Linked DNA regions of Mus musculus: all the other regions are linked to region 1. Evidence: chromatin contacts called from public HiCAR-type and promoter capture Hi-C data. All regions are on one chromosome and are shown on one strand. Each heading gives the region's core, a stretch centred on a gene start, on an enhancer-like site or on the middle of the called end of the contact. The rest is flanking DNA. Distances are from core to core; before and after follow the strand shown.

The links. Promoter capture Hi-C pulls out the DNA fragments that hold promoters and counts their contacts. HiCAR-type assays count read pairs that join an accessible place to other places.
Region 2: a contact with region 1 is called in a promoter capture Hi-C map of hematopoietic stem and progenitor cells. The contact joins the promoter of Cnot7 here to the promoter of Tusc3 in region 1. A contact is called at or near these places in 18 of 39 promoter capture datasets (the 3T3-L1 cell line, 3T3-L1-derived adipocytes, the C10 cell line and 12 more), 1 of 484 Hi-C or Micro-C datasets (CD4 T cells), 1 of 115 datasets of contacts at active chromatin or transcription factors (thymic regulatory T cells) and 1 of 9 other capture datasets (adipose tissue).
Region 3: a contact with region 1 is called in a promoter capture Hi-C map of hippocampal neurons, with 7 times the contacts expected there. The contact joins the promoter of Zdhhc2 here to the promoter of Tusc3 in region 1. A contact is called at or near these places in 4 of 39 promoter capture datasets (cranial neural crest, frontonasal cranial neural crest, hippocampal neurons and 1 more) and 1 of 115 datasets of contacts at active chromatin or transcription factors (embryonic stem cells).
Region 4: a HiCAR-type map of astrocytes shows a contact between it and region 1, with 2.2 times the contacts expected there. The contact joins the promoter of Micu3 here to the promoter of Tusc3 in region 1. A contact is called at or near these places in 5 of 39 promoter capture datasets (the C10 cell line, cranial neural crest, hippocampal neurons and 2 more) and 1 of 115 datasets of contacts at active chromatin or transcription factors (astrocytes).

What each region holds. Positions count from the first base shown.
Region 1 is chr8:39,003,847-39,008,284 of GRCm38.p6, forward strand. Tusc3 (tumor suppressor candidate 3) reads left to right here and starts at 1,999. Exons shown (of 10, transcript NM_030254.4): 1 at 1,999-2,354. The coding sequence starts at 2,217.
Region 2 is chr8:40,509,578-40,514,015 of GRCm38.p6, forward strand. Cnot7 (CCR4-NOT transcription complex, subunit 7) reads right to left here and starts at 2,177. Exons shown (of 7, transcript NM_011135.5): 1 at 1,963-2,177; 2 at 438-649. The coding sequence starts at 554. It overlaps Vps37a (vacuolar protein sorting 37A), which reads left to right and starts at 2,206. Exons shown (of 12, transcript NM_033560.3): 1 at 2,206-2,656. The coding sequence starts at 2,532.
Region 3 is chr8:40,421,180-40,425,617 of GRCm38.p6, forward strand. It overlaps Zdhhc2 (zinc finger, DHHC domain containing 2), which reads left to right and starts at 2,636. Exons shown (of 13, transcript NM_178395.4): 1 at 2,636-2,990. The coding sequence starts at 2,864.
Region 4 is chr8:40,305,582-40,310,019 of GRCm38.p6, forward strand. It overlaps Micu3 (mitochondrial calcium uptake family, member 3), which reads left to right and starts at 2,442. Exons shown (of 15, transcript NM_030110.2): 1 at 2,442-2,829. The coding sequence starts at 2,470. It overlaps Mir7666 (microRNA 7666), which reads right to left and starts at 2,348; the gene lies at 2,294-2,348.

The DNA of each region.
Region 1 (4,438 bases), core at 749-3,248:
AAGGTGCACAGATATATATTGTTCGGATTTGCCTCCTGGCTGAAGACAAAGGCTGTAAACAGGGCCTGTCCCAGAAACTGTGAGCTTCTGTAGTCCACACTCTCACCTCTGCAGACTAGTCTTGGTGGGATCTGGGAAGGAAGATGGCTCCTGTGGATGCTAAGGCAAAGCCCTCCTGGGTGGGGTGGACACCTCTCCTCTGGCAGGGACGGTGTCCCGATGCCTGGAGCCTGTGCAGACTAGTCTTGGGAGGATCCGGGAACCAAGATGTCTCCGGCAGATGCTCTGGCAAAGGCCTCCAAGGCCAGGCAGATACCTGTCCTCTGGCAGTGAAGGTGCCCAGATCAGTTTTCTTTAAAGAAGTGTGCTCAGTACAGGTATGATGGGTATATGTTTATATTTCCAGTATCTGGAAGGTAATGGCAAGAGAATGATGATTTAAGGTAGTCTTTGTTATATCCAGGATTATAGTGTGAGACCCTGTCTAAAAACCAAAATGGAAAAAAAAAAAAAAACAGAAAACAGAAAACCATAAACTAACTTATATGAACATAATGTTCAGATAATTTTGGGAAACAAAAAACCTGAGAATCATAAAAGAGTTGTTTTATGATCTCCTTTAAAAAACTGTTAAGAGATGGATCAGTGGCTAAGAGCACAGGCTGCTCTTCTAGAAGACCTGAGTTAAATTGCTAGCATTTTCACATGATGGCTTACAACCATCTGTAACTCCAGTTCTAGGTGCTTAGATACCCTCTGCTGGCCTCTGTAGACACCAGGTGTGCATTTCGTACACATATGCAGGCAAACACTCATATACATACAATAAGAATAAATAAAACTTTAAATAAGGTGATGTAGCATGTGCATGGATACAGGGCTGAACTGCCAAAGTTTGAATTGCTGCTTCATCTTTTTCTAGCTGTACCACATAAATATTGAGTGTTAATGTGTCTATGAAATGTTTACTAAAATTTCCTGTGGTTGTGGAACAACTTTTTTTTTTCATCCTACACTATGCCAAATCAGCAGTATTTATTACTTTTGTATGGAAACTGGCTTTGCCATATCATAGCCTAGTTGCTACAGGTCACATAGAATGTTGTGATCACTACATCAAAAATCACAAGATTGAAACTGCTGTCAGATGCCATCTGTGAGCACTGTTTGACTCTCATGTGACTTATTAGCTATGCCCCTGCACTTTTGTGACCTTTTGTCATGTCTAGCATTTAACTATTGTTTCTCATATTTACAATATTGTCTAATATCTCCCCACTACAAGTATTTGTTGGTTAGCAAAGTGAATTATTTCAATGTGAATATTTGCTTTATAATGGATTCCTTAATAATTATATATATATATACATAAATATATATGGGTGTGTGTATAATTTATGCAGTTAAAAGTACTTTCAATGTCTTTAGGTTTTTCATCAGACTATCAAAGGTGTTTATCGTACAAGAGAAAAAAATCTTTAGGTAGAGGAAACAATGCAGTTACAAGATGCCTTTATTACGCTCTATTCATTTTTGAATAGAAAAATGTTGTTAGTTTCTAGAGCAATGCTGCTAACTTCATGAATAGTGAATGAATAGCTTCTAGCCAGGTTGGCTTCTAAGGGCCCTGATGGGAGGTGGAAGAAACCCCGGGGCAAAGTGTAGAACACTCATGTACATCCAGGCAACTATGTTGTGTTTCAAGTGTGGTAAGGACCTCAAGAGAATACATATAGGGGTCCCTAGCAACTTATTAAAGTGATGGGAACCTTCTGGTGCAAGAAGGCAGCGGGATGTCCTCCTGATCCAGATGGCAGGTTGGCTCAACGGGCTCATTGCACACTCCTGTGCCCTGTGTGCTTAGTGGGCAGCCCAGCGTTGGGTCAGAGGTGAAAGCAAGGGGTTACTTCTTGATGCTTGCACACAGGAAGCCCCGGAGAGAGCAGCGGAGACGCGCGCGCACAGAGCCGCTTTCTCGCCACGCCCACTTCCTGCTCCATCCCGCGCCATTCTTGTCCCTCTCCTGGTGAACCGGATGCGCTGTCAGTCTCCTCCTCCTCCGCGTCCTTAGCCTCCACCCAGCTCCCTGGAGAAGCCGCTGCCACCCCGAGGCCTTGGCCAGGAGAGGCTGCTGGCGACTGGCCTGGCGGGCGCGGGCACGGTAGGAGCTGGGCGCGCACGGCTACCGCGCGTGGAGGAGACACAGCCCTGCGGCCATGAGTGCCAGGGCCGCTCCTTCACGCCGGAGACAGGCGGGCCGCCGGTTGCGCTACCTGCCTACTGGTAGCTTTCCCTTCCTCCTCTTGCTGCTGCTGCTCTGCATCCAGCTCGGGGGCGGACAGAAGAAAAAGGAGGTAGGCTGGATCCCTCGGGCGGTCGCCTCCGGGCGGGGGAGGGCTGGAGTTTGTCGCGTTGCTAGGAAGCCCCGCCGCGTTGCTAGGCAGCGGGGACGTGGGCGCCCCGGGGGCGGGAGCTACGTGGGCGGGAGCGGGTTGGGCGTGTCCCTTGGGCGCCACGGGTTGTGAGTGCTGAGGGTGACCCTACTCCTACATCCTGAAAGTGTGAGCTGAAGTCTGAAAGCTGGTGCTTCTGAGACCCTAGCTGTGCTGTGTGCCTCAGGTGTAGGCCGGACTTTGGATGCTGGTGTTCCTAAAGGGCTTGCTGGGTGTGAAAATACCCTAAGGGGAGTACTTGCAAGCACAGAGGAACTATTTACCCATTATTCTGCTCTTCTTTATGTTAAGACGTCACATTGAGCGTGTTATTCATTCTGTATTCCTAATAATACCCTTGTAGAACTAACTGAATGCTTATGTCTGTGTTCAACCTCAGTGTGTGATCAAGAGAACAGTCGCATTTTTATTTTTAGCTTTTACACTATGCATATTTATTTGGGAAGTTTGGGTCACCTGATTTCAATTTCAACCTATCTCTAGGGCCAAGGCTGAGATTTGACGAATCTAAGTGGGTGGTAGAATAATTCGAGCTCAGTTGTGCAGAATTAATCTGGTCTGTTCGCTTCACAAAAGCATTTGCTTTGGAATTGAGTAGGATTTTTAATTGTAGACCAGTTTGGTAAGAGTATTTTGTTTATACGGTTGAAGATGGGTTTTTCTGTTGAAATTACACAAGTCACGAGGCTCATAAAAAAGAATCTGGTTCAGTTTATTATCAGAATTTCTTATCAGTAGGGTAGGGAGTGAGTGAGCGCACATTGTAATCATTTTCCTTCATTAATTAAAAAGAAATGAAATGTTAATGTGTGTGATTTGTGCACCACTTGGGTAGGTGTCCTAGGAGGAATCTGATCCCCTGGAACTGGAGTCACAGCGGGTTGTGAGCTATCATGTGGGTGCTGGGAATTGAAACCAGGCCTTCTGGAAGAGAAGCTAGTGCTCTAACAGCTGAGCCTTCTTCAGTGCTCTCTCTCATCAGCTTTGCTTGAAACCACCTCAGTATTCACAATTGCCTTTCCTGGCCCCCTCCCCCCACCTTGAGATTTTTTCTCCTCCTCCTCCTCCTCCTCCTCCTCCTCCTCCTCCTCCTCCTCCTCCTCCTCCTTTTCCTATTCCTCCTCTTCCTCCTCCTCCTCCTCTTCCCCCTCCCCCTCCTCTTCTTCCTCCTCCTCCTCTTCTTCCTCTTCCCCCTCCTCTTCCTCTTCCTCCTCTTCCCCCGCTAACTTTTTTTTTTTTTGTACAAAATTCTTGGTATTTTGATAAGAAGTTGGAGAAGCCCTACTGTTAACTTGAAATCGAACTTCCACCACAAACTAGTTAGGTTTTTCCAGCACTTTGTGTCTTGTACATATTTTTCAGAGTCTTAAATTCAGTTCATGAGAAAGGTAGTAGGTTTGTAGCATTTCACTTATTATTTTATTTTTTGGGGTGGGGGGGACTGCTGTGATATACAAAGCAGAGGGCAGTGGTAACCGATGATGACATTCATGGCGTTTGTGACGTTTTCCACATCCAACAGTGTCACCAAAGCCACATTATAAGCTGTAGGGAAAGATATTAGAAAGTTTACAGGTTCACTGATAGTTAGCACCTGCAATCATGAGACTATTTCAATATGTAAAATGATTTAACAGTTAAACCTAAAGTACATATCTCCTTTCCTTAAAAATCCTTAGAACATTGGTTAGACAAGGTATTTTCTAAAAGGAAAAGATTAGGAGCCGTTGAGATGGTCCAGCAGGTGGAGGCGTTTGCCATCAGAGATGATGATTTGAATTCCATTTCCAGAACTGTCATGGTGGAGAATACCAACTCCTATAACTAACTGTCCTTTGATCTCAAGACATATAGGCTTTGGCACATCTACACCACACATGAACATGCACACGCTTTCACACACACACACACACACACACACACACACACACACACACACACACACAGTGTGCGTAAGTGTAAAGATTGGGGGAAACATGATTTGA
Region 2 (4,438 bases), core at 927-3,426, 1.5 Mb after region 1:
CTCCCAGGTGCTGGGATTAAAGGCGTGCACCACCACGCCCAGCTTTACCTGATGGTTTTAACAGCCCACTCCAGGGCTTAGGGGGACAGTTCATCTGGTAAAAGCACTTGGCATGCAAGCATGTGGACCAGAAGGAGTTCAAACTCAAGAATCTATGCTTAAAAGGTGCATGGCCCATGTGCTGGCAATTTACATGTTTGGAAAGCAGAGGCAGGTGGATCCCTGGGGCTTCCTGGCCAGTCAATGTAGCTTAATCAGGAAGTCTCAGGCCACCAAAAGACCCGTGTCAGTGCACCCCTCCCCCCAAACACACACACACACACACACACACACACACACACACACACACACACACACACACACGTACTTATTCACTCACACACTTCCCACTTCACCCTTACAAAAGGCATTTTAAAAAGCTTTAGTCATGTCCATACCATAGCAACATAATTATATTTTCGGATAACTTGACGGATTTTCTTCATCTCTTCATCCAGGTTACAAGCCCAAACTTCACAAATTCTTTGGCTATGATCTACGGTTGCTGCTGGCATAGTGACAGCACAAGGAGTCTAGATGTGGAGCATCAAAATGTTATACTTGATTGAAGATTTGTGTCATAAAAATACTTTACCCTTTACTTATGCACCTGTTGAAATAAAAAAACACCAATATCATGAATGTGAATTATAAAACTGGGCTGGTATAAACCTTATTTATACAAAGTTCATGACTCATAACAAAATCAAGTTTTAGACAGTTCCTTTTCTCAAGGTATACAGCTAATATTTAGAGGATAAAAGCACCACACCGCCGATTTCCCAACTGAATATAAATTTCACTAATTAAGATTTGCTCCGAGTTCAATTCACTCCACACAAAACTTTGAACCATTTCAAGCCAAAAAAAAAAAAAAAAATCAACAAAATCAAACGTTTCATAACAGAATGCTTGCTTTTATTCTTCTAACAAAACATTTAAAAATCTTACTCATTCAAAGCAGAGCAGAGGAAACATTTTTCTTAAAAATGTTTTGAAAAGCCATTAGGCAATCTCAGAAACAAATATAGCGGGAGGGAGAAAGAAAGAAAGAAAGAAAGAAAGCAAGCAAGCAGGTAGGCAGGCAGGCAATGAAATGTGTACATTTAAAAATTTCTAATTTCAAAAACTGGCAACCCAAGAGAGACCTCACGTCTCTGCCATCCACACAAGGTTCACGGTATACAATGGTAAGATAATTAATCAGACGGACAGGGACCAAACACACAATAACCCCCGACAAAACCAGCGAGTTAAAAGAGGGTGGCCTGGTGTCCCAAACTCCTAAATGTACGCTGGAGAAAACAAAAGGTGATGCAGGGCACGCCTTCTTTCTTCCTCCCCTCCGTCCTCACACCGGTCCCTACACGCGCTCTACCGACACACTGTACTTTAACCCTGCTTTCCTCCACCCGCTCTTCTCTACTGCGGTCTCAGGGGTCCCTCCAAGGGGCAGCCAAGGCCTTCTCATCCCTGAGGTCGCGCGTCCTCCGTGGGCGAGCAACGTGGAGAGAGCACGGCCGCCTTCATGTCAAGGATAAGTCGCTCGGCTGGCCGCCGGCCAGGAGCAGGGTGCCTATTCGCATGGCCTAGAGCCAGACCGACTACCCCCAAAAACCACTGCCGAGGACGAAAGCCACCGGGGCCCCAAGTAGGCCACCGCCCTCCACTCGCAATTTCCTTCCCACAACGAAGTCCCAGGTACAAAGCGGTGGCGTCATCACTGCGCGCCGCGCCCCTGACAGCCCCCACCCGCCCCCCGCCCGTTAGCACCGCCGTCCCCCCGGGCTCCCCGCCTCCGCCAGTTCCGTCCCACACAGCCACGCTTAGGCGGGCGCCATCGCGCGCGCCAATCTCGGGCTCCCCACTCCCAGCCCCTTTTCCCAAGGCGCCCCAGCACGCCCGGGCCCCCGCCGGATCTACTTGGGTCTCTGAGCTCGCGCTCCTCCTCCTCCTCCTCGCCATAGAGCTAGCACCCGGCGGCGGCGGTGGCGGTGGCGGTACCGGCGGCGGCGGCGGGAGCCCCATAGACGCCTCTCGCCCTGCGAAAGGGGGAAAGGGGAGCTGGAGCGGCGCTCGGCCCAGCGCGGCGACGTCGCTCCTCGCACGTCCCGCCGAGGGCGCGGCCTGATGACGCCGGGCGCCGGGTGGGCGGGGCCCTCCCTCAGGAGGCGGGGCGGGCAGGTGACGAACGCCCCGGCGTTGGAGCAGCTGAGCCGGCAAGGCGACCAGGCCTAGCTAACTGACCCCGGGGTGGTGGTGGCCCGGAGCACACCGGGGTTCCGTCCAGCCGACGAGTCGCCCTTCTCCAGCCGCCCGCAGTGGTAGCTCGGACCCCCGGGGCCAGGGACTCACGAGCGCGGCGTGTGGGAGACGGCGCGGCCCCTGGGCACCCCGTCCGGGCCGTGCTCGATCGCCCGGGAAGCACTGGGCTAAGCGAGGAGCAGCAGGCCAGAACCTTGTAGGGCCTCGGGCCCGGGGACCCGAGGAGGATGAGCTGGCTCTTTCCCCTGGCGAAGAGCGCGTCATCCTCCGCGGCTGGGTCCCCTGCCGGCCTCACCAGTCTCCAGCAGCAGAAGCAGCGGCTGATCGAGTCACTCCGGAACTCCCATTCCAGGTGACGACTGGTGGCTTCGGCCCAGGGTAAAGTAGGACGGGAGGGCGGGCTGCTTGCAAACACACCGTGTGCGAATCCGTAGGCCGCTCCATCAGCTGCCTCCTGTTGATGGGTCTTCCAGTGGGGTTAAGCGCTTGCTTCCCTAGTTTGTGTCCCTGGTGCCCCACCGCTGTTCAGCTCCTCTCTTGACTTGGCTCATCTCCACTGACAAACGGAGTCATCTCTCTTTAATCTGTATACAGCACCCCTAGCTCACACGCTAATTTTCCTTTTGATCTACCTGATTGTAGCATTGCCTTCGAATTGTTAACATGCTAAGAGACAGTTGGAAAGATAATTCCCAACAGTTTTATGAACTGAAAATTTAAACTGTTGCAACGTCAAAGAAAAGGGAAGCCAGTGTTTTTAGTTAACTCTGTCCTGGTGACAATCCTTTTGAGTCTGTAATTAAAGCTCACCCTGTTCCAATAACCTCTTTCTGTCTTGTAATTGTTAGAGTCTTTAGACTTCTCACTTTCTTCTATTTGGCTCCACACTTAGGACTTGCCAGACAACCATCTGCATTATCTGTTGTCTTTTGAGTTTGCTTGTTGTATTGTAGTCAAACTAGAAATACAGGAAATCAGATTATTTCGACTTTTTTTCTTAAATATAAAATTGTTTGCTGCAGTCTTTTTTTTAAATTAGATATGTCCGTGGCTGCTACAGGCTTTCAAATATTAGAGCTGCTTTGCGATATATGGATTTTACAATTAACTAACAGCTTCACAGCACATTTTATAAAGCATATTAGAGATCAACATGATTAAACTCTAGACTTTCAAAAACCTTGTCACATTATACACATTATAATATGTTATACAATATAATTATGTATGTATACATACCTACTCACACATCCATGAGATAATAACATCAAGTTATTGAACACACCATCAAGGGCTATTTTTGTGTTACACATCTATTTTCTTCCCAAGCAAGTAAGCTATAACCTAAAAAAACATTGTCTAAAGAAAAATTCACTACAAAATCAGTTTGAATGAGGCCTGTTGCTGACTGAACTGAGTTTCTTGGTTGTCAACTTCATTTTTGGTTGTAGGAAAGTTTCAAAAAGTCATTTACTGTCTTTTTAAGTAGAAAAGAGTAGCTATCCTTTATTGTTGGTTTCACTGTGGAAAATTCAACTCATAAAGTTGTCCCACTTTGTCGGGTGTGATGGCTTTTCCCCACTCATGGTAAGGTCATGATCCATGCCTGCTCTTAAAGCTTTGGGTTGGCTACACGAGAGAACAAAATAGACTTGTGTAAGCCAAATTTTATGTGGTGTGGAGCTTTCATAAACGAAGACCCCGAGTCCCAGGGAAACCTTTTTGTCTTAGGAGTAGGCAGTGGGTGGGAGAGTGTTAGGACAAAAGGGCACGATCTAATGGTGGTAGACTGAAATGGAGGAAACTAGCAAGTCCTAGATTTGAGGTGTGCTTGCTTGTTTGGTTTTGGTTTTTCTAAACAGGGTTTCTCTGTGTAGCTCTAGTTATCTTGGACTTGGCGCTGTAGGCGCCTTGAACTCAGGGATTTGCCTCTCTGCCTCTCAAGTGCTGCCTGCCAGTCTCCCTATTCTTAACTCTTCTGTGCAGCATTCCTTCTGCCCTGTTAGAGGGACAGAGCCCCTCTAGAAAGAGGATTTTCTAAGAGTGGCCTTTCTAGGTGTTAGGTTTCTTTTATCATCCATGAGGAAAGGGGACTCTTGTCTTTAGGACGACTTTCAGAGGAAAATGTGGGGTA
Region 3 (4,438 bases), core at 1,386-3,885, 1.4 Mb after region 1:
TTCCTCTCACCTTCTTCTGCCTGACTTTACTCACCCAGAGTTCCTTGAAATCTTTTAAAAGATAACTAATACTTAGAGTTGAAATGTAGGTAGCTCTGTGGAGAGTAAATTTCTTGTGAATGGTGTACAGCGTTCAATCCATTGTCCTGCTGAAAGGGGGATCAAAGGCTGTCTGTCCCTGAGCATGCAGGTCATCCTTCCAGGCTCACGAGAGTGTGGTGTCTAGCACGGGCTCACTGACCAAAGAGCTTGCATTCAGCTATGCGGGTTTGCGCCTGTCCAATTAGAGGCCAGGCTGAGATAAATCCCATCATCGTGTGGCTTCAGACATGATTCTTCCTGCCTTCCTGCGCTAGACAGTTTCGGAGATGACAGTGAGCAGTCAGCAACTCAGTTAACAGTACCGTTAGTGCGGCAAAGAGTTGAAAATCCTTCACAAATATCGTAAGTGTGAACAATGGGTGTTCTAGTAATAAAGCGTGATGATAAAGTAATAAAAATCTGGCCTATAAAGGTGTTAAACCTGCATACAGCTTATATTGAAAGCTGAGTAGGATGTTTGCTCCTCCTGGCTGACCTCAAGCCCTGAAGGACTATGGAGGATGGTACAGGTGTCAGTGGGTATCTGAAGGGCACAGTGGCACTCCCAGGATTGAGGGTGGGGTCGACCTCCTTTGAGTCTTCAGTAATGTCCATTCATCTTCACCAGCAGCTAGCTCATCTTTACGAGGTATCTTGGTTCTGATATGGGAATCACAAGCTGCCCCCCCCCTTTGGTCTCATTATTTTATGAATTGGAAGTTGGTAGAGGATATTGAATCCACGGTCTCAAACATGCTAAACACGTGGACAGGGGAGCTACCCCCTCGATTCCTTATTCTAATCTGGTTAAGATGTGAAGCTGATTTCTAGGGGAGGAGCTAAGGATAGCAGGGGAAATTCTGTTTTCATTTTAATCTGCCCTAGAGAGTATCCAAACAGAATAAAACATCACAGCAAAATAAAGTGACTCACAGGCTAAGAACATTTCAGTGACTTAAAGTCCATCATGAGTCTGACTACTATTTCCTATGTACTTTTTTTTTCAAATTCTTTTTTATTTTTTATTAGATATTTTCTTCATTTACATTTCAAATGCTATCCCCTTTCTTAGTTTCCCCTCCGAAAATGCCCTATTCCCTCCCCTTGCTCCCCAACCCACTCATTTCCGCTTCCTGGCCCTGGCAATCCCCTATACTGGGGCATAGAACCTTCACAGGACTAAGGGCCTCTCCTCCCATTGATGACCGAATAGGCCATCCTCTGCTATATACGCATGAGTCCCACCTCCTGTTTTCTCTGATTGGTGGTTTAGTCCCAGGGAGCTCTGGGGGTGCCGGTGAGCGAGGTTGTTTCTGCGTTGATGCAGTAGCTGTTTCAGGAACATTGGCTTGATATTTAATCCAGTCTTGGGAAGATAATTGAAAAGCCAGGAGGACATAATTGGAGCTGGGTTTCTATACTTCAGCATTCTTATCACGTTTATCAAGTAATTCTACCCAATCTGGTTGTGTGGAGTAAATATAGTATTCATTAATGATATCTGGTACCTGTTACACATACTAATTGTTTATATAATGGGAGGAGTAATCTCAGAAACACGTTCCTTTCCCATTCACCAACAATTAACTGTGGGATGTTTGTTCTAACTACCATTAGAATCACGTTCCAGTGGTTTTGACAACCGCTTTAAACTCTACTATATGCTAAATTTAGAATCGCTATCACAACCAAAATCACTGTCAGGCTGGATAGGATGGGAAAGAACGCAGAGAAGGAATCGCTTGGCTCTTGGGAGATGGGGACGGTAAACTTTACTCTTAGAATCACAAGACAGTTTAACACAAAAAGAGAGAATCTTCTCTCAGCAAAGATCTGCCAGCCCTAACTCTAGTTACTGTCAATGGATTCACAACGTAAAATTCAACTTGCTCCCTCTGGCTAGGGCCTCTGGCAACCCTCTTCATGGCGATCTGGGCACCTAGGTAGGCGTTCTCATGCCCAAACACCATCATTTCGCTGGTCTGTTCTGGAAACTGACCGCACTTTGGCTACTCTCAGCCAGTTTACTGGCACCCACAAGTTAAAGCGAGAATTTTCCTGACAGATGCAAGGGTGAGGGCCTGGGCGCCTAAGGACTTGGCGCAATCCTCCCTGGGCCTGGCCGGTGAGGAGTGGGATAGCAACTGGCTGGTCCCGGGGGCGGGGCGAAGAGGGGCTGACGCTCGTCCTCCTACAAGCGACACCTTGCAGCTCGTCCCCCTCCGATCCGCGCCCTGGGAGTGGCTTGCGGCTGGGGAGGGTGACCCAAAGCGAGTGTCAATTCTCATCACAGTCCCGCGATCCAGGGCCAAGTGCAGGGGCGGGAGGGCCAAGGTGGGCACCGGGTCGCCACCTCGAGCGCCCCTGCGGTGGCCCAGGGCAAGGGCGCACGGGTAGCCGAGAGTCCGAGGGCGCCGTGGGAGTCCGCGTCCGGATCCCTGCACCCGCCCGAGGGCGCAGCCCGCCGCGCAGTGGGAGGCAGCGAGGCGGGGACCGGGCGGGGACCAGGCGGGGGCGGAGCGGAGCTTCCCGCCGCCTCGTCGCCTTCGTCCTCCTACTCTGAGCCGCCGCCTCAGCCCGGCAGAGCAGCGGGAGTCCGCGGCGCCCGCTCGCTGCCGCGGGATGGGGAGCTAGCGCCACGGCGGCCGCGGTGGCCGCAGCACAGCCAGCCGCCGCCCCCGGGCCTGTCCCGTCGGGTGCTCCGGGAGCCCCGAGCCCGGCCCCGAGCCAGGCCCACGGGCGGCGGCGGCGGCAGAGCTGGGCAGGTGTCTGCGGCTGGAAGATGGCGCCCTCGGGCTCGGGCGGCGTGAGGCGGCGGTGCCGGCGGGTGCTCTACTGGATCCCGGTGGTGTTCATCAGCTTGCTGCTGGGCTGGTCCTACTACGCCTACGCCATCCAGCTGTGCATAGGTGAGTGGGTGCCCGCGTCCCGAACCCCACACGCTGTCCCCTCGCGGTCCCGGGACTACAGCCCCGCTCTGCGATTGCTTCCACTCTGTGCATCCGCTGGGTTCTCCCCACCCCGCCGCGCGCCCTGGGCGCTTCCCAATACCTGCTTGCCTGCCGCCCCAAACCTCTCTCCCCACCACCACCACCCCAAGCGGAGGTCAGCCGGCCTCCTGGAGACCTCCTGCACTCTGTCACTCCCTTGGTCTCCCCTTGCCGCTTTTGGGTTACTGGGTCACCTCCACCCCAGGACGCACGGCCAGGAGTACCCCCTTCTGCCTTTTACTCACCACTGCCACCCCAGCCACACCCTCTCACCGAGCAGGACAGAACAGGGGACCACTGTGGTCACTGAGGCTGGGAAGCTGCCCTGGAGGCCGGAGAAGCTGCCCTGAAGGCTGGGCCAAGAATCAGAGCTGCGCCAGATATGCGATGGGGAAACACTGGCCTTAACCTCGCTCGGATGGCAGAGCCAGCTTCTTTTCTGATGGCCATAGACCCACTTTTTAAAAAATGATAACAGTACTCACGAGCGTTGTAACCGCCTGTGTGGTTTGAGGGTTGATAATTAGCCACTTTCTAATTCAAAAGGAGGCAGGAAGGGCGAGCCACTAGAAAGTATCTTTCGAAGACCTGTGAGAAATATAGAAGACTATAGTTTAGATGCTGGGAAAATAGAGAGCGGGGCAGGAAAACCATCATCTGAAGTGCATAGCATCCAGAGAACCAAGTGCCCCAGTCCAAGATAAAGCTCCTGAATTGGTGGGTGGGGCACTTTCAGCACTGAAGATTTGTTTTTTTAAGGTTGATTATTCATAAGCAGGGAATACAGTTATGAAGCTTAATGTAAACTTTCTGCCTTAGGAGGTTCCGTGAAAGCTGATGTGTGTTATCAGGAAGAAATGTTCACACAGGGGATGACTCTTCTGCCAGGGATACGTGAATATTTTGTCTGATGTTTACCCACTGAACTTACTAACCTTTGCCCTAACCAAGTACTAGCCTAGGGTGGGACAAGGAGGAAATAGGGTCTGTTTCCTTAAAGCTTTGCAACTTGAGTAGTTTCAAAGCTTCGTGCATGAAGTGCAAAACCTTCTCTGAAGCCATCTCAGCTCCAAATGTCGGTCCTATGAGAAATGGTGTCAAGATGATAACACCAAAATAATTTTGACATCACTTTCAAGATAATTGAACCTATCTTCCCATTTCATATAGTTTTAAAATTTGCTATTATTACCTTGTCGACTAGATTCAGAAACAACATTTTAATCCCAATTAGGTGAAAATTCTAATTTTTGATTTAAAGATTTTTAAAAGTGGTCTATACTGACATCTTCCTGACAATGCATAAGAATATGTAATAAGTAGTCATGTACAATGTACAGGAAGAGCGTTAAAGAAAGAAATTAAAG
Region 4 (4,438 bases), core at 1,192-3,691, 1.3 Mb after region 1:
GGTGCAGACTAAGACAAATGGTAAGCTACTACAGGAGTTCTGTTAAGTTGTTCCTGATGAGTCCACATTGTCAACAAACAAAGGTTATTCTCTTATTTGCAAGATGGCAGCTAGCAAAAGACTAACATCACTAGGTCAGGAGTTGCAGTTTCTAAGTTGAAAACACAAAGCAAGTAGGACAATTGCAGATTTGAAGAGATAAGATGTGAGAGATACTATGTGCTGTAGAATTGGAAAAAACCCAAATGCTATTATATATATATATATATATATATATATATATATATATATATATATGAATGAATGAAAGAGATCCATGAGGCATATATAGCCCTGATATATATGTATTTGAAACTGTGGCCTCTGAGACATTATAATAGTTGCTATACAGTCAGGATGAAAGGCCAGGTCTCTAGCCTGTGATTACTAGTTGTATAAGTACACCCATTTCTGGAGAATCATTTCTGGGTTAATTCTTGTATGTTTTCCAGAACATTCTTTTTCACTTAGACAATAGTGAATGAATGCAAGTGACTGCTTCTTTGACTATTTTGAGTTTCACTGTGAAGCAGGGGTGGAGGGGAATCGCTGATCTCTTTAGAATTGATCCAAGTGAGGAATAAAATTTAGGCTGAATCTATACTTACCTGAAGTTTCAAGAAGTACCAAATTCCTAATACCATGTTTTGTTTTGTTTTTAAAATCACTTTGGGAATTAAACTTAAAAAATTTCCAGATAGCATAGCAATTTGGCTATTTTTCTGTAGCAACTGCCACAGAGCAGATAACTTGGGGAGAAAACAATGATTATTCTTAACAGAGTTTGGGTTTCAAAGAAAGAAAGTACGGAAAGTTCAATAATTTCTGCGCATGAGACATTTTAATCTACATTTGAATACTCTGTAGAACTCTGTACTTCTTACAGCTGAATTTGGCTTCTCCCCAGAGAAAATAGAAATATGGCCTATAAATTATGATTGAAAAAAATAACTATGTGCATATGTCATATACATACCATTGTAATGACAGTATGTATTACTTTCCTATTTCTCTTTATAGCTTCTTAGCTTTTTAAGTGCCATGAATAAAAATCTAGTCTGTCCAAGATTTCTGGTAATAGTCCATGTTGGAATATTATAAAAATACCAGGAAATTGTGCTCAGGTCAAAGACAAGTTTAGAGGACCTATGGTACACACACATCGCCACACACACACACACACACACACACACACACACACACACACACACACACACACACACTTATACATGCATACCTTAGGGAACTAAATGCCTAAAAATGTTTGAAATCAGAGACGACAAAAAAAAAATTCCTGGGAAAGTATGGAGCTGCCATAAGTCATGCTAGTGGAATTAACAGGCTTCAGTGGAAAACAGATAACCTAAAATAGATACTGTCCTTATATGTCACAGATATCTTTTTTACCATTTTTAGGAGCTTTAAGGAAGTAAAACTGTATTAATCTCTATTAAAGCAAAACGTAACACAGCATATATAATGGGTTACTTGAAGATAAGGGGTGAGGGACAGACATAGTAGGATATAGGCCAGAAAACCAAGCAATTAAACTTGGATGTTGCTGACTATCCTTCTAGATCTGAAACTTTTCAGGGGTTCCTGGCACCGTTCCACACAAAGAGCAATGCAGGCATAACTCAGTCAGTAAAGCTGATGCTGGCAACGTGTACACACACACACACACACACACACACACACACACACACACACTGTATAACGTGCATAAAAGAGGGCACACTGCACTTCTCAGTTACATTTATACCATCAGTCACCCACACACACAATTGAGTCATAAGAATGATGAAAACCCGTTGTTTCACATATTTGACGGTTTTATTGAACTGAGTAATGTCACATACACATACTAGTAGTTCCTAAAAAATATTAACACTAACTATAAATCATTAGCCTGTCCTTGCCCAAAGTCCAGAAGCCAGCCTTATGGAGTCCAAAAATATTCATTCAGAACTGCAGACTTTATGATTGAAGCAACGGTCTGCACGCAACCACAAAGCGCTCGGAGCATCAGAGAATTCGGCACCGAGCAGGGCACCCAGAGCAGCGCGGCCTGTCTTGGAGGGGCGCCGGGTCACCCCGCAGCTCGGCTCCTGGAGTTCCGCCTCCCAGCGGTTCCCCAGGGTTGGGGGTCCCTTGCCCACAGCCGTGGTTACGGGCGCCGTCCTCTACCACGGCGTGGCTGGGCTGAGGAAGCAGGAAGGAGAACAGCCTGGACTTGGGAAGCTTTGGAGCTTCTCTCGCCCGTGCGCTGCATCCCACGGCGACTCTCGGGGAAGCACCGCCCGGGCTACGGAGGACCGCGGGTCCGCTCCGAGCTCCAGCACCGCGCCGACTTCTCGCGAGATTTCGGCCCGCCCCTCCCGCCCCCCTCCGTCCCCTCGGCTCGGCTCGGCCCGGCCCGCAGCTCCCGCTATGGCTGCGCTGCGGAGGTTCCTGTGGCCGCCGCCTCGGCTGTCGCCGGCGCTCGCCCCTCAGCAGCCCTTCCTCTCACCGTGGGGGCGGCCTGCGGGGACGGCTCCCGGGATGTCGGGCCGGCCCTTCTCCTGCCGGGAGGAGGACGAGGGGGCCGTCGCGGAGGCGGCGTGGCGGCGGCGACGCTGGGGCGAGCTGAGCATCGCGGCGGCGGCTGGCGGGGGGCTGGTCGGCCTTGTGTGCTACCAGCTGTATGGGGACCCCAGAGCCGACCCCTCGGAGCTAGCGGCCCCGGAACTCGAGGACCCGCCCCGCGGCAGGGGGCTGCTGCCCATCCCGGTGGCTGCTGCCAAGGAGACGGTAAGTGCCTGAGCGCGTGCGCGCACCGCGCAGGTGACGCCAGAGGGCTGGACTGCCAGGTGTGCCACCTGCCCAGGGAGGGCTTGGGGGTCGCGGTGACACTTGACTGACACTTGACAGTGGAGGTTGTGGAAGCACTGCGAGCTCCTGTAACAGAGAGTGAGGAACCTCCAGTGAGCAGCGTAGATCCACGCCAGGCACGTCTCTGTGCACTAGGATGCTCTGGGAGAGATGAAGATGATGCTGTCACTCATGCCTCAGCACCGTTCTGGTTGCTGCAGCTACCGTCGAGCAACCAAATACAAACCAGACACCCCACCCCACGACACACAGTGTCACAACTAAAGGACTTGACAGGCATAAACACGAAGAAGTAAGTGATGAGTGAGAGACAGCAAGAGCAAATATTCCTGGAAGCGAGTGCTGGATGCATTCTGAAGGCTTCTTTAGATATTGGAGTCTGCCAATTAGTGTACAGCAGTCCCAAGAGAGGTGTTGCTATACTGGGAAGGGAAACGTTACTCAAAAGTAGTACACCTCTCTTTCTCTTTCTCTCAATAAACCCAGAATCCCTGACATGATAGGTTAGAACAAACAGGAAGAGAGGTCATGAAAGGTGGGAAACTATGAGTGAAGCTAACTGCAGAAGTATCATATAAAAACGTTGAGCTACAATGTAGTTCTGATATAAGGTAAAGACTGTTAAGGCAAGAAGAGTAAGGGATGTGTCCTGTGTCCCCCTACCCCCCCCACTCCACTCCAACACACACTGTTCTCTGTTTAATTGTCATGTAAATGACTTCAAGAATTAGCCTAGGGAATATTTCTACATCAAGACTAAAAGGATATGACAAGATTGGGTGAAATAGTGCCCCTTTTAACCTTAATGAAATTTTGTATTTTTTTTCTCCTGTATGTAGGTCTGTAGTGGCCATGTACAAGTACCCAGCTTCTTGTGTATGTTTTGGATCCAGGTTGGCAGTGCATTTAGGTTAGGGGATCTCTGCTATCCACCTTTGCTTAGTGATAAATGACACGCACGCTGTGTAAAGTACTTTTATACAAATAAATAATCAAGTACTAGCAAACACTGTCAGCCTTCAACCCCACACATACAGACATGCTATTTTGTGGCTTAGGAGAGTAGCATGACATTTGTCTTTTGACCACGTGAGAACTTTTAGTCAACTGGAGTTGGTCTGGAAACAGATTAATGAGGTAGGGAACATGCAAATAGTGTTTTCTTTCCTCCCTTTTAAAAATGAACGTTACCTTTAAATTGGAGAAACTGGATCACGTGGTTCCATGAGTGCTCTGAAAGCTAGACTCTGACTCAACAACACTGTGGGCGTTAACTAAGTTAATAGATCTGGAACAGAATGGACCACCTCCTGCGTAGTAAACATTTGTCCGCTTTGCCTTTATTCATTTATTTTGTGGTTTTGTTTCTTTTTATGTTACTAGTGGCCAAGTCCAGGACATCATGCATGCTGCATAGTGGTCTATCACAGCCAGACTAGCCTCCCTAGGTCCTTTATTGTCTATTAGTATTTACTTACATTAGTATTGTTTCATCTGCATACAATTTTCCATGTGGTGTTTTAGAAAT